2 separate regions of the Muntiacus reevesi genome follow, and region 2 is linked to region 1. The links are chromatin contacts, called in public Hi-C maps. All regions are on one chromosome and are shown on one strand. The core of a region is the stretch at or near the end of the contact, and the rest is flanking DNA. Distances in the headings are between cores, read along the strand shown.

The links. A called contact is a pair of places that touch in the nucleus more often than the background predicts.
Region 2: a Hi-C map of blood shows a contact between it and region 1, with 3 times the contacts expected there. The contact joins the promoter of KLF7 here to the promoter of CREB1 in region 1. A contact is called at or near these places in 2 of 3 Hi-C or Micro-C datasets (blood and muscle).

What each region holds. Positions count from the first base shown.
Region 1 is chr3:140,174,233-140,179,861 of mMunRee1.1, reverse strand. CREB1 (cAMP responsive element binding protein 1) reads left to right here and starts at 2,264. Exons shown (of 8, transcript XM_065930708.1): 1 at 2,264-3,731.
Region 2 is chr3:140,545,565-140,551,193 of mMunRee1.1, reverse strand. It overlaps KLF7 (KLF transcription factor 7), which reads right to left and starts at 3,358. Exons shown (of 5, transcript XM_065930719.1): 1 at 3,249-3,358; 2 at 2,793-3,032. The coding sequence starts at 2,894.

The DNA of each region.
Region 1 (5,629 bases), core at 1,015-3,514:
AGGAAAATGTAGAGAAATTTTAAAATTAAAAATTACCATATTTGGTGAGTGCTAAGTATAGGCTATGAGTAACTCTTTATGATCCCATGGACTGTAGCCTGCCAGGCTTCTCTGTCCATGGGATTCTCCAGGCAAGAATACTGGAGTGGGTTGCCATTCCTTTCTCCAAGGGATCTTCTGGACCCAGGGATCGAACCCAGGTCTCCTGCATTGCAGGCAGATACTTTACCATCTGAGCCACCTGGGAATTCCCAAATAATTCCAATATTTTGGTATCATGTATAGGGCCAGGGTAAGAAGAGCAAGGAGAAAAGCTACATTTTGAAAGTGTATTTGACACAAAGATGAGATATATAAATAAATCTAATAATGGGAAACATTTTAATTGACACTTGTTACATGTCATTGTGCCAAGCACAACTTTCCATGAATGATCTCATTTAATTATCATAAGAACACTATGATGTAGTAGCTACTATCATCTTCACTTCACAGATGAGAAAACTGAGGTGCACGAGGGAAGACCATGCCCAAAGTCACACAGCTGAACCAGGATTTGAATCCTAAAACACTTAGAAATTTTGCACGACCACAGAGATATAATTTGTTCAATAAATACTTAATGAACACCACTGCATTGTGCCGAGGATGGGAGGAGAGAAATTCTGGTGGCAAACAAGGCGCACTTGGTCACTACCTGCACAGACTTACATGAACAGTAAACAAATAATTCCAAGAATCATGAATCAGGAAAGTGCTAAGTTACAGTTAGGTAGAAGTGGGTGACAGGAAAGAATTTCAAGGAAAGGGAATAGCATGTATAAATACCTTGAGGTGAGAACCTACAGTAGAGAACAAGAGAAAAGAGCCTTGAAAAATAAAAGACTAACATGGCTGGAGTGCAGATAGCTAGAGAAATCACCGGGGAGGCTGAGAACACAAGCCTGGATAACAGAGGGCCTGGCCTTTATGATAAGGGCTCAGATTGTGTTCAGTAAACAAAGGGAAGGACTTAAGGAATTCAATCAGGGTAGCGACTTGATCAGATTTGTATTTGTTAAAAATTACTCTGGCTGGAGGGAGGGGCAGCACAGAAGAGGAGGAAAAAAAAAAAATTACTCTGGCTGCAGTATGGCAAATGGATTAGAAGGAGCCAAGACCAGTTTTGTAGGACCTAGCTGGCAGTTACTGCAGAACTTCCAGCAAGAGGTGACGTTAGCTTCCAGTGGGATGGAAAAGTGGTCGTTAAGAACAGAGAGAAGCCACAAATCCTATTTTTTCAAGGCAGGTCTAGGGGATTCTGATGTGTGTTGGAGGTGTCTTAGGTTTCTGAACTGAGTAGATGGATAGCATTTCCTTTACTGAACCAAGGGCTATAGGAAGAGGGGTTTGGCACACCCAAGTCATCCAGATGAAAGTGTAGCAAAGGCACTTGGAAATATGAATCTAGAGTTCAAGAGCAAGATCTAGGCTTGAGCTTTGAGCTGGAGTCTTTGGCGTATGGTATATGAAGGGAACAGAAGAGGATGAGACCACCTAGGAAAGCGCATAGGTGGGACTCCAGAAGCGGGTGAAGCTCAACAGGATTCCAGTACTTAACAGCTGGCTAAAGGAGGAAAATCGGGTTGTTAAAGAACAACCAGAGAGTTAAGAGGAAAACAAGAGCGGAAGACAAGAGCATATGTGGATAAGGGTGTGGGCAATAGTGTAAGATGCCAGAACAAGGTCTTGTAAGCAGAGGCCTGAAGCTTGTCTGTGACAATTCAGAGCTGCTCCATGTGCGTGGTAAGAACAGAAACTAGACTAGAGAGGGCTGAGGGGTGAGTCATGACAGAATGTCTACGTGGTAAGAGATGGAGAGGGATTTAAAGACAGAAATCTAGACGTGAGAGACTTGGTGGTGGTTTAGTCCCTAAGTCGAGACCTACTCTTGTGACCCCATGGGCTGTAGCCTGCCGGGTTTTCTGTCCATGGGATTATCCAGGCAAGAGTACTGCAGCGGACTGCCATTTCCTTTTCCAGGGGAGAGAGGCTTAAGGCTGTTCAAATACTAGACAGAAACGCCGGTAGCGGAAGAAAGTTGAAAATAACGGAAGGAAAGGAGGTTATTCTTCAGCCGAAAGAGAAAGCAGGAGGAGATCTACAGTACTAGGCTAGAGCACGGGACGAGGGAACTCTTTCAACAGGAAGTCAGTATGGGGCGGAGCTGACTTGGACCCTCTCCGCTTCATAAGACACATTTGCGGTAAGTGTGCCTGCTAAGTTGCTTCACTCGCGTCCGACTCTTGGCAAGCCCATGGACTCGTTGCCCGCCAGGCTCCTCTCTCCATGGGATTCTCCAGGCAAGAATATTGGAGTGGCTTGCCATTTCCTTCTACAGAGCTTTAAGCGACTGAAAGTGAATTACAACAGACCTGAAAGCCCGGGAGAGAGCACTGCCGAGTTAAATAAAACGGATAATGATAAAGTCAGCATTGACTCTCGGGTGACCTCTGAGGGGGCAAGACCAGCTGCTTCCAGGCAACGGATGTCGCACTGAGGGTTCGGATGGGGAAGTAGATGAAGAAAAGGGGGCAGCGGCTGCAGTAGAAAACTGGCTGTGAAAAAGAAAGCAATACAGGATGGTTCCCCCACCCCCACCCCCCAAAAGGCGGGCAGATAGGGGGCGATTAGGGGAAGACATTTCTAAAGTGCAAAAAAGCAACCTCGGTCAGGGCAGGGCAGGGCTCGGAGGCCCAAGGTGTGCCCCACGGATCTGGCCGTCCTCGCTGCCCGGCTAAACTCCGCCAGCTACCCGGAATCCCAAGGCCTCCGTCCCCCGAAACTGAATGGTCCCACCGGCGGCCGCCAGGTTTCTCTGCGGATTCTCGGAGCGAAGCCTCCCGGCCTGCCCAAAAAGGCGGAAAACCCTTCCCACAGTGGCCCACGACGCCCCCGGGCCGCGCCGGCGCCGCGCCGAGGCCTAGCGTCCCAGCGTCCCGCCCAGGCCTCGGGAAACCGCAGAGCTGCAGCAAGCCTTCCTCCCCGGCTCCGCAGGGCTTCCGCGCTCAGCCGGGGCCCCGACCCGGTGGCGCGTCTTTCTGGTCCCGGCAGCTTTTGAAAGTTCCCGGGGCGGGCGGCGCTCTGCGGCCCAGGCCCGTGACGCTGCAGCCGCCCTAGAGCCCGCCGCTTACAGCCGCAAGGGCAGCCCGCACCGGGGGTTTCCATCGAACCGTCCACACCCCTCGGGAATTCCCCACCACGCCACACACAAACCCCAACTCTTCCTGCAAATTTCCGCCGCCGGTTTTAAACCGTCGATACGTGGCAAGAGCAGCGAGGGTGCTTATAGCCCCCCACCTCCCCACCCCCAGGTCCCAGCCCACCGCCGCTTTCCCTCTCCCGGAGGAACCCCTCCGCCGCGCCCGAAGGAACTCGAAGGTCTTCGGCAACTTCCGCCTTCAGCGCGGAGGGCGGGGCAGCTCGAGCTCCTCCCGACCGAGCTCGGCTGTTTCCGTGCGCGGCCGCTGCGCACTCGGCACTGGGCGGCGCTGGCTGGCTCCCTGGCTGCGAGTCCTCAGTCGGCGGCGGCTGCTGCTGCCTGTGGCCCGGGCGGCTGGGAGAAGCGGAGTGTTGGTGAGTGACGCGGCGGAGGTGTAGTTTGACGCGGTGTGTTACGTGGGGGAGAGAATAAAACTCCAGCGAGATCCGGGCCGCGAACGAAAGCAGTGACGGAGGAGCTTGTACCACCGGTAAGAGGAGCAGGAGGAGGAGGCAGGAGCCGGAGAGAGCCGGGGGGACGGAGGGGGGACGGGGAGGCGCCGGACACCCGCGCTCGGGGCCTTCCCCTCGCAGGAGGGGCCGCGGTAAAGATGGAGCCTCCGCCCGAGCCCCACACCATCGCCGCCGCTCGCAGCGAACAAAGAATAATGGCGGCGGACTGGAGCCAGCGGCGGCCGGGGCGGCAGCGACTCTGCCTGCAGCCAGCGGCGGCGCTCATGGCGGGGGGCGGCGGGGCGGCGGGCGGGGTGGGAGCCGGCGGCCGGGGGTGTGTGCGGGCGGGCGGCCGGCCGCGGCGAGCTGGCGCCCGCGTTCCCGCCGCCGCCGGGCCGGGCCGGGCCGGGCGCGGAGCCGGGAGCCCGGAGCCGCCCCGGGGGAGGCCGCCCGCCGGCCCGGCCGGCTCTACCCCCTGCGCCGCCTGCCCGGCCCCCGCCGACAACGTCGCCCCCCGACCCGGCCCGCAGTCCGTCGGGGTAGCGCCGCCGGGGTGCCCGCGGGGGGTGGAGGAGGAAGAAGGCGACTGTTGAGGGCAGAGGAGGTGAAGGTGCCTGCCTTCCTGGTAGCCTCCGTGTCTGCCATGCCCGCCTAGCGAGGGGAAGCGGTGCTCCGTCTGACCTACTCTCCTCTCCTCTCTTTGTGCAATAAAGTTCGAAACCCAAGGTTTTCCTCTCGTCCTGTATTTTATTCACGCCCTTTCCCCCCGCTCCCGCTCCATTGGGAAAATGCTGTTTTCTGTGCTTTTCTGCTTACATGAGGTAATGAGAACTCGCGCTTTTTAAAATAATTTTTTGACTCTTTCCCTCACCCTCTTTTTTTTTTTTCTTCTAAATCAGTAGTCATGGAAATGCATTCTTTGGGGGAGGAAAGGGGTGCTAGGAAAAATATATTTGTAATTAAAAAAAAAAAACCTATTGGGATCTTGTAAAAGGGAAGCTGATGTTTGAAAAGAGTTTCGGTTTTAACCTTTTTCAATAAGGTAATCACTTGAGAGCGATCATTCTGAAACACTTCGTTGAAACGAGTATTAGCGACGTACTTTTGTTTCACATCACCTTGGCGGGGGCAGCCGTGGTGTTGGGTCCTTTGGCTCTCCCCTCGCACCCCGACCATATTTCTCACATCTTTCTTAAATACGAGATTGGTTAACCCTAAATCTAAAAATAGCGATTTAAAAGTATCCATTATTTTCCTCGCCCGTAGTAGGCAACCCTAGCCCCAGACTCACAATAATTTAAGTCACAAAGTTTATTTTTTCTTTTCCTGTTGGGGAAAAGGGACAGCAGAAAAATCATTGACACATCAAAAATTAAAAGACAATTTTTAAAGGACCATGGGATGTGACCTATTTAAGTTTGTCTTACCTTCTTCAGAAGTTAAAATTTCATGCAAGCGTTAGCTTTCATCAGTTCTGCCTTGTAAAGGTTTAGTATAAAATACTTTTGGTTGCCAGTTGTTGAAATCTTTTACATTCATTTCCTGATTTAAAAATAAAGCCAAAACGGTTACTTTAAGGTGATGCAAAAGATTGTTTTTAAAATACTTCCCTGTCTCATGGTATGATAGAATGGTGATTGATACAAGGTTTCTTGTTAGGAATAAATAGTAGAAACACTGTCTTCTGATTTTCTTTATCCAAGTCACTTTCCCAAAACCTCCTTACTGTATTACTAGTATTAAAAAAAAAAAAACAAATACACGTTAGCCATTTTTCATTGCCAAGAAATTTAATTAAGAAGATGAACTAAAGAGTATTTTTCCGTTAAGAGTTGGGAAGATGATTTTATTTCCAAACACTGAGGAAATTATGGTCTTGATGTTGCCATAGATTACTGTTTTTCCTTAAGGATTTTCTGCAGACCAGCGTAAGTTG
Region 2 (5,629 bases), core at 2,109-4,608, 370 kb before region 1:
TAAAATAAAACCTCCATCCTTAATTTTCAAATGCACAGATGTTCTTGGGTTTATCATCCAAGCCAGTCTTTCTTACGAACCAAATCAGATTATTGGAATCTCTGCATTTCGCTCATCTCCTCAAGGTACACTGTTCACTTTCAGAAGTACATCTAATAATTGCTCCTCATTTGACCTCTAAAATCTGATTACCCCAGAGCATCAGGAAACTTCCTCCGGCCTGGGGTTCTTTGTAGCAACCTTCCTGAGCTGATTTGAGCAAAGGAGACTTACAATTTCACCATCTGATGGTTGATTTGGAACCAACAGTTGCATGTAACCACCTTCCCCTCCTTTATACTCAGAAGCGGCACAGGGGAGGGCGTAGGGAGAGAGAAATAGTTGGAGGTATGTTGGAGGTATGTCACCAGTATGAACTTGGGGGGCCCAGTCACCTTTACAGAAAGCATTTGTGACTAAGGAGTCCAGAGAAGCAAGCTCCTTGGAGTGACAGCTCACTTAGGACTGTGTTCTCACAAGTTACATTTCAGTATGGACGATGAGCATGCTTCTGAAAGAGTATGGTAAATGATCTGAAGGTGAGGGTAACAGGCAGTAGGACAGGATTAAGGCAAGAAATAGGGAAGGAGGTGCAGTGGGCTGAAATTCCTTTGCCCACAGATAGAAACTAAGCTAGAGGTTCCTTGAAGGCGGTGAGATGAAGTGAGGAGGAGCGGGGTTGGGAGGTGGAGAGAAAAGCAGAGAAGGCGTCTGAGGAAACAATAGATCTGATACATCCTCTAATTATCAAACCAATGATGTTTCCTCATAGATCTAGATGTTCTCATGGATGGTCTAACCAGATCTAGAAAGGCAGGTTTCCTCTGGAGAGGCCTTCCCCAAAAAGCAGGCTTTACTACTGTGAAAACTTGAACGAAAACAAAGTTGGGTGATTCATCAGGCGGGAACGTTGTAACAAATAAAGCCAACTTTCTTTCCTCCAACCCTACTTAACAGTTAGTCACAAACAGGGGCTGCCTAAGTCAACAGATTCTCTTCCCTAACCAGTCTAGACAGTTGTTAATAGGCAACCAATTCAACACCAGTGGGCTGACAGTGTGAAACGAAGACTATTTCTGAAAATGAAATTCTGGCAACCTTTTGGTTTAATTAGCATGTGAAATAAAAGGAGGAAAAAGCTCCAGTGAGACCCTTCATGAGGCAGTCTCATCAAGGATGGAGGAAAGGATGCACTGGAGAAATGCCTTATGCTAAAAAAAAAAGTGTACGCTGTGTGTGCCTTTAGAGAAAGACAAAGTCAAACACATCTGCCAGCATCCTCAGGCAGGAATGCATGTGTGGACCCACAGACACCAGAGACCAGTATCCGGAGAAACTCCAGCCTGGAAGAATCAGGGGAGTAACAGCAATTAGTAACAATGGTACAGAGGATCACCTCCTTACACCGAAAACCAAACCTCACTCGCTAAAGCAGCGACTGTTACATCCTTAGACTCAAGCCGGCAAATCCCGCTTTGGATCCTGGCAGAGGAAATCCAGTCGTTCAATAGCCTTAACAAGCTGCTGTCACGAAGCAGAGAAGTTACATGAGCAGCCACACATCAAGCCTCTCGCAGCCCTCCCCAAGGGCAAGCACGTTTCTCCAAGACGGACTGTGCACGCTCACACTTCCACCGTGCAAATCTTAATTGTCTTCTTGGACTTTCCATGATACACATTGTAGAATTTTGAAAGAATACTAAAGCATACTCGTGTCCCTCCACCTTCCCCCCATCCACCATCTTTCCTGAAGAATGTCCCCTCAGCAGCTCCCAATCCTTACTGAGAAAAACCACTGTTTCTGCAGCAGATCTAGCACTTTCCACTGACCAGCACTTTCATTATTCCACTTCACAAAGCCCAGTGAACTTGTCACCAACCCCACTTCCCCCTCCGTGGGACATCTAGCCAACTTGGCATTGGTGCCCTTCAGCATCTTAAGAGTTTCTTAACTAGTCCTCTAAGACAAAGTCAGAGGTATGGAAGCACACACCACCCTTTGTCGGAGGTTGTGCTAAGTGGAGAGGGACACCAACCGAGAGAGGGAAGCAAGGACACACGCAGAGAGTGATCTCTTTCCGCGGATCTTGCACTGGGGAAACCTACAATGCATGGTCAGCACTAGATAGATATATCTTCCCGTCCTCCTCCAAGATATCCTTGAGTACCTTTTATAACTGGGTTCCTCGTCCTCCTGCCCACCTTCTAATCTCAAAATCAAGTTCCTATTCTTTATTGACACTCGCTAATTACTAGGAAAACACCCCGCTTCGCTCTTACCGCCCCCCCACCCCCCCGCATCTGACGGCCGTCAGCACCAGTTGAAAGAGATGAACCTGATTTAAGGTACCAAGTAGGTACAGCTAGAGCATGTAGGGACGCGGTAGCTGTCTGCGATGGCTCGTTAAGCCCCAAACCAGCTTCCCACCCGGCTCCTCCGAACCCCAGAAGTTAGGCAGGTCTCTGTTGGGGGACAGTGAGCCCAACAAAATGTGCACAAGGATGTGTGTTGGTGACTGAAACGCAGGCAGCTCGGACCGGCTGCTCAGCTCGGCACACTATACGGGGTTAGGGGGTGGGTGGAGAGGTAAGCATATGACTGTTTCCGAAAACATTTTCAACAACAGACAGCCAAAAGGGGGGTAAAAAATTAAACAAACAAACAAAAAAATTCAACCCCAAGCCCACACCAACGCAGCCCCTGCGAGTCCGCCGCCACCACACGATTTACACAAGTAATTTAAATCATTCACCTGCTGCCAGGTCTCCTCCAGGGATGGCAAAGCTGAGAAGTAGCCGGTGTCGTGGACAAGTTGTAGCTCCTGGAATATACTATAACTAGCCAACACGTCCATGTTGCTGCTGCCGGGCAAAACGGGAGGAGAAACCCTCCCCCGAACACAGTTGGGTCTGTTTGTTTGTCAGTCTGTCTGGCTCACCCCCCAAGAAGGCAGACATCCAGTGGCCCTTTTGTTTTGTTTTGTTTCAGTCAACTAAAAAGGAAAAAAAAAAAAAAAAAAATCAATGCAGGAGAGAGGGAGAGAGGAGGTGAGAGAGGAGAGACTGAGTGGGGTGGATGGAGAGAAGCATCCAGCGTGTACAGTGCAGACGGCTGCCAGGAAAAGGGGACTTCTCCACGGGAGTAACAATTCCCTTCCAGGGCTCTAATCACTCCAGCTCGTGGATCAGGAAGGGGGATGCAAACTCACTGATACGAAGCTGCCATCTATTTCTGCAGCGCTGTTCGCTCCTAATGCAATCTTTGCTCTTTATTTTGGGAGGTTGCATTTTTTTTTTCTCGCGATCGCTTCTCTCCCCCCCGCTCTCCTTCCCTCCCCACCCCCACCCCATCCTTGCTAGTTTGTAGTCTCTCCCCCTCCTCCTCCTTTTCTCCTCCTCCTGCTCTTCCCCCCTCCCCAAACTCCCTCCCTCCGCCCCGCTCTCCGCGCAGCCGTGGGATCTCGGAGGAGGGCGTCCATTAGGCCGCGTGTGACCATGTAAGGTAAACAGGGGGCTCATGAAGTCACTCAGGACCAATGGGGAGCGCGAAGCGGGACCTGGGGCGGGGCTCGGCCCTGGCGGCGGGCGCCGATTGGCGAGCTGCGAATCTCCCCGCTGCCTTACAAGGCGGTGCGAGGCGAGCTATTTTTAGAGGGCTATATAAGGGGGTTGAGGCGGCCGCACAGCGGCCCGGTAGCGTGAGCGCGAGGGACGGGGAGGGTCGCGGCGACACTCGCGCCGGCTCCCGGGACGCCGAGGCGGCTGGGTTCGGGCCGCACGCCGGCCTTCGACCTTCGCTTTGGTGCCAGATGGAGCCCCGGGCGGCCGGAGCCGGCGCCCCTCAGAAGGGAGAGGGTCGCGTATCGCCATTCTGGCGTGGACGCGGCCGGTCAGGAGGTGAAAGTCCAGAATGCGGGTTTAGGATGCCTCCTGGAGGAAGAGCAGGGAGGGAGGACGAGGAAGCCGGCGTGGGCAAGAGGGCCAGCCACTTCCCACTCCGCCTCCCTCCCAGGCCCGGGGGCGGGGAACCGCGAGGGAGGGGCAGCGCAGAAGAGTTCCACAGTTCCTAAAAAATAAACCGGAGCGGGGCGGGGGGGAAAGTCACCAAAAACCCCTTCACGAATTCCCCACCAGCTACCAGGGTGCAGAGAAGAAGCGCCGGAGGAGGAAGTGCCACACAATGGAACAGAACAAAGGGGAGCGCGCAGAGTGCGGCCCGGGGCCCGCCCCGCGCCAGGCCCCGCCCCCAGCCCGCCAGCGCCCCGGAGCGCGCCGCCGCGCCCCCACCCCCCGCCCAGCCCCCGCGCTGGGGACCCGGCGAGGGTCGGAGTCCCAGTTAAGAGTTGATCGGAAGCGGACGTAGTACAAGAAGTGTGTGTTAAAGACAAGAGAGGAAGTCCGGGTAGACCTGAGGTGTTAGCAGGAGCAGGCAACTTGTTTGGGGTCTTAAACGTGAGGCCCCCTCTTGTGACTTGGAGAGAAAGTGTCAGTCAGCCAAGCTGCGGTGGGGAGAGGAGAACCCAGATTGTGTTTTCGATACAGCTAGCGTATATAGAGATATATAGATCTAGACTCTATTATCTTTTAGCCGAAAGCCCTACACTATGCCAGTTGCTAGGGTTGACCAGTTGTTTATTTGACCTTAAATGGTTAGTGTGGCTGAAGCTTCCCCAAAATGCACTGTGAGCTGAACTTCCACTTTTGGAACGATTGCAGAATTTGGTACTTAGAAATGAGAAGCTTAATTCAACTCATAATGGAAGAAACACATCCGTCTTAATCGCCCTTCTCAACTGTCTCCTTCTGACAATGTGGAACTCCATATCACAATATTTGAAAGATTCTACTTTATAGGACGAACACAATTTGAAATTCAATATTTGCGAGAGGAAATTATGCAGGAATTATTGAGTTGAGGAAAGTTTATTTACTTTTTGATGTCCTGAATTCTCTTGGTCAAATCTATAGCATCCAGTGTATGTGTATAAAATTGGTGCGCTTACTGCAAGTGTATGCACAAGAAATGCACAAAGATCTTGGTGCATTTAGTGTTATGTATACACATTCGTGGTGCTTGGAGATAAATGGTATAAAAAGGTTAAAAGTCCTACATGAATAAGGTGATATTATGATAGCGCACATATAAGTGCCAGTATGCGAAGGCTATGTGGGCCTTTCCTGTAAGCAGAAAACCACTTAGAGCCATCACACCCCAATTAATGCATTAACTGGATCCTTATGACCACTGATAGTGCCACTTACTAGCAGTGTGTCTTTGAGCCAATTGCTGGCTCAGACCCTCTGGCTACCTTTCTCAGAAACAGGAATAGTGGTATCTACTTGCCTGATCCTTATAAACAGTTAAGATGTCCTAAAATAATGTTTGTAACACACCTGACGTACTGTATCTGATGCTATTAGGTGAATACTAAATGTTAGCTGTTATTATCTCCTGGCCTTAGCTGAGTACATAAATCTGAACTAATCAGGCTCATGGGGGGATATACCAGAGTCTTAGGAAAGGAGGAAGATAGAAACCTCTTGCCTATTTGGAATACTGTCTCCCCTCACTCGCACTTGCTCTTCTGAT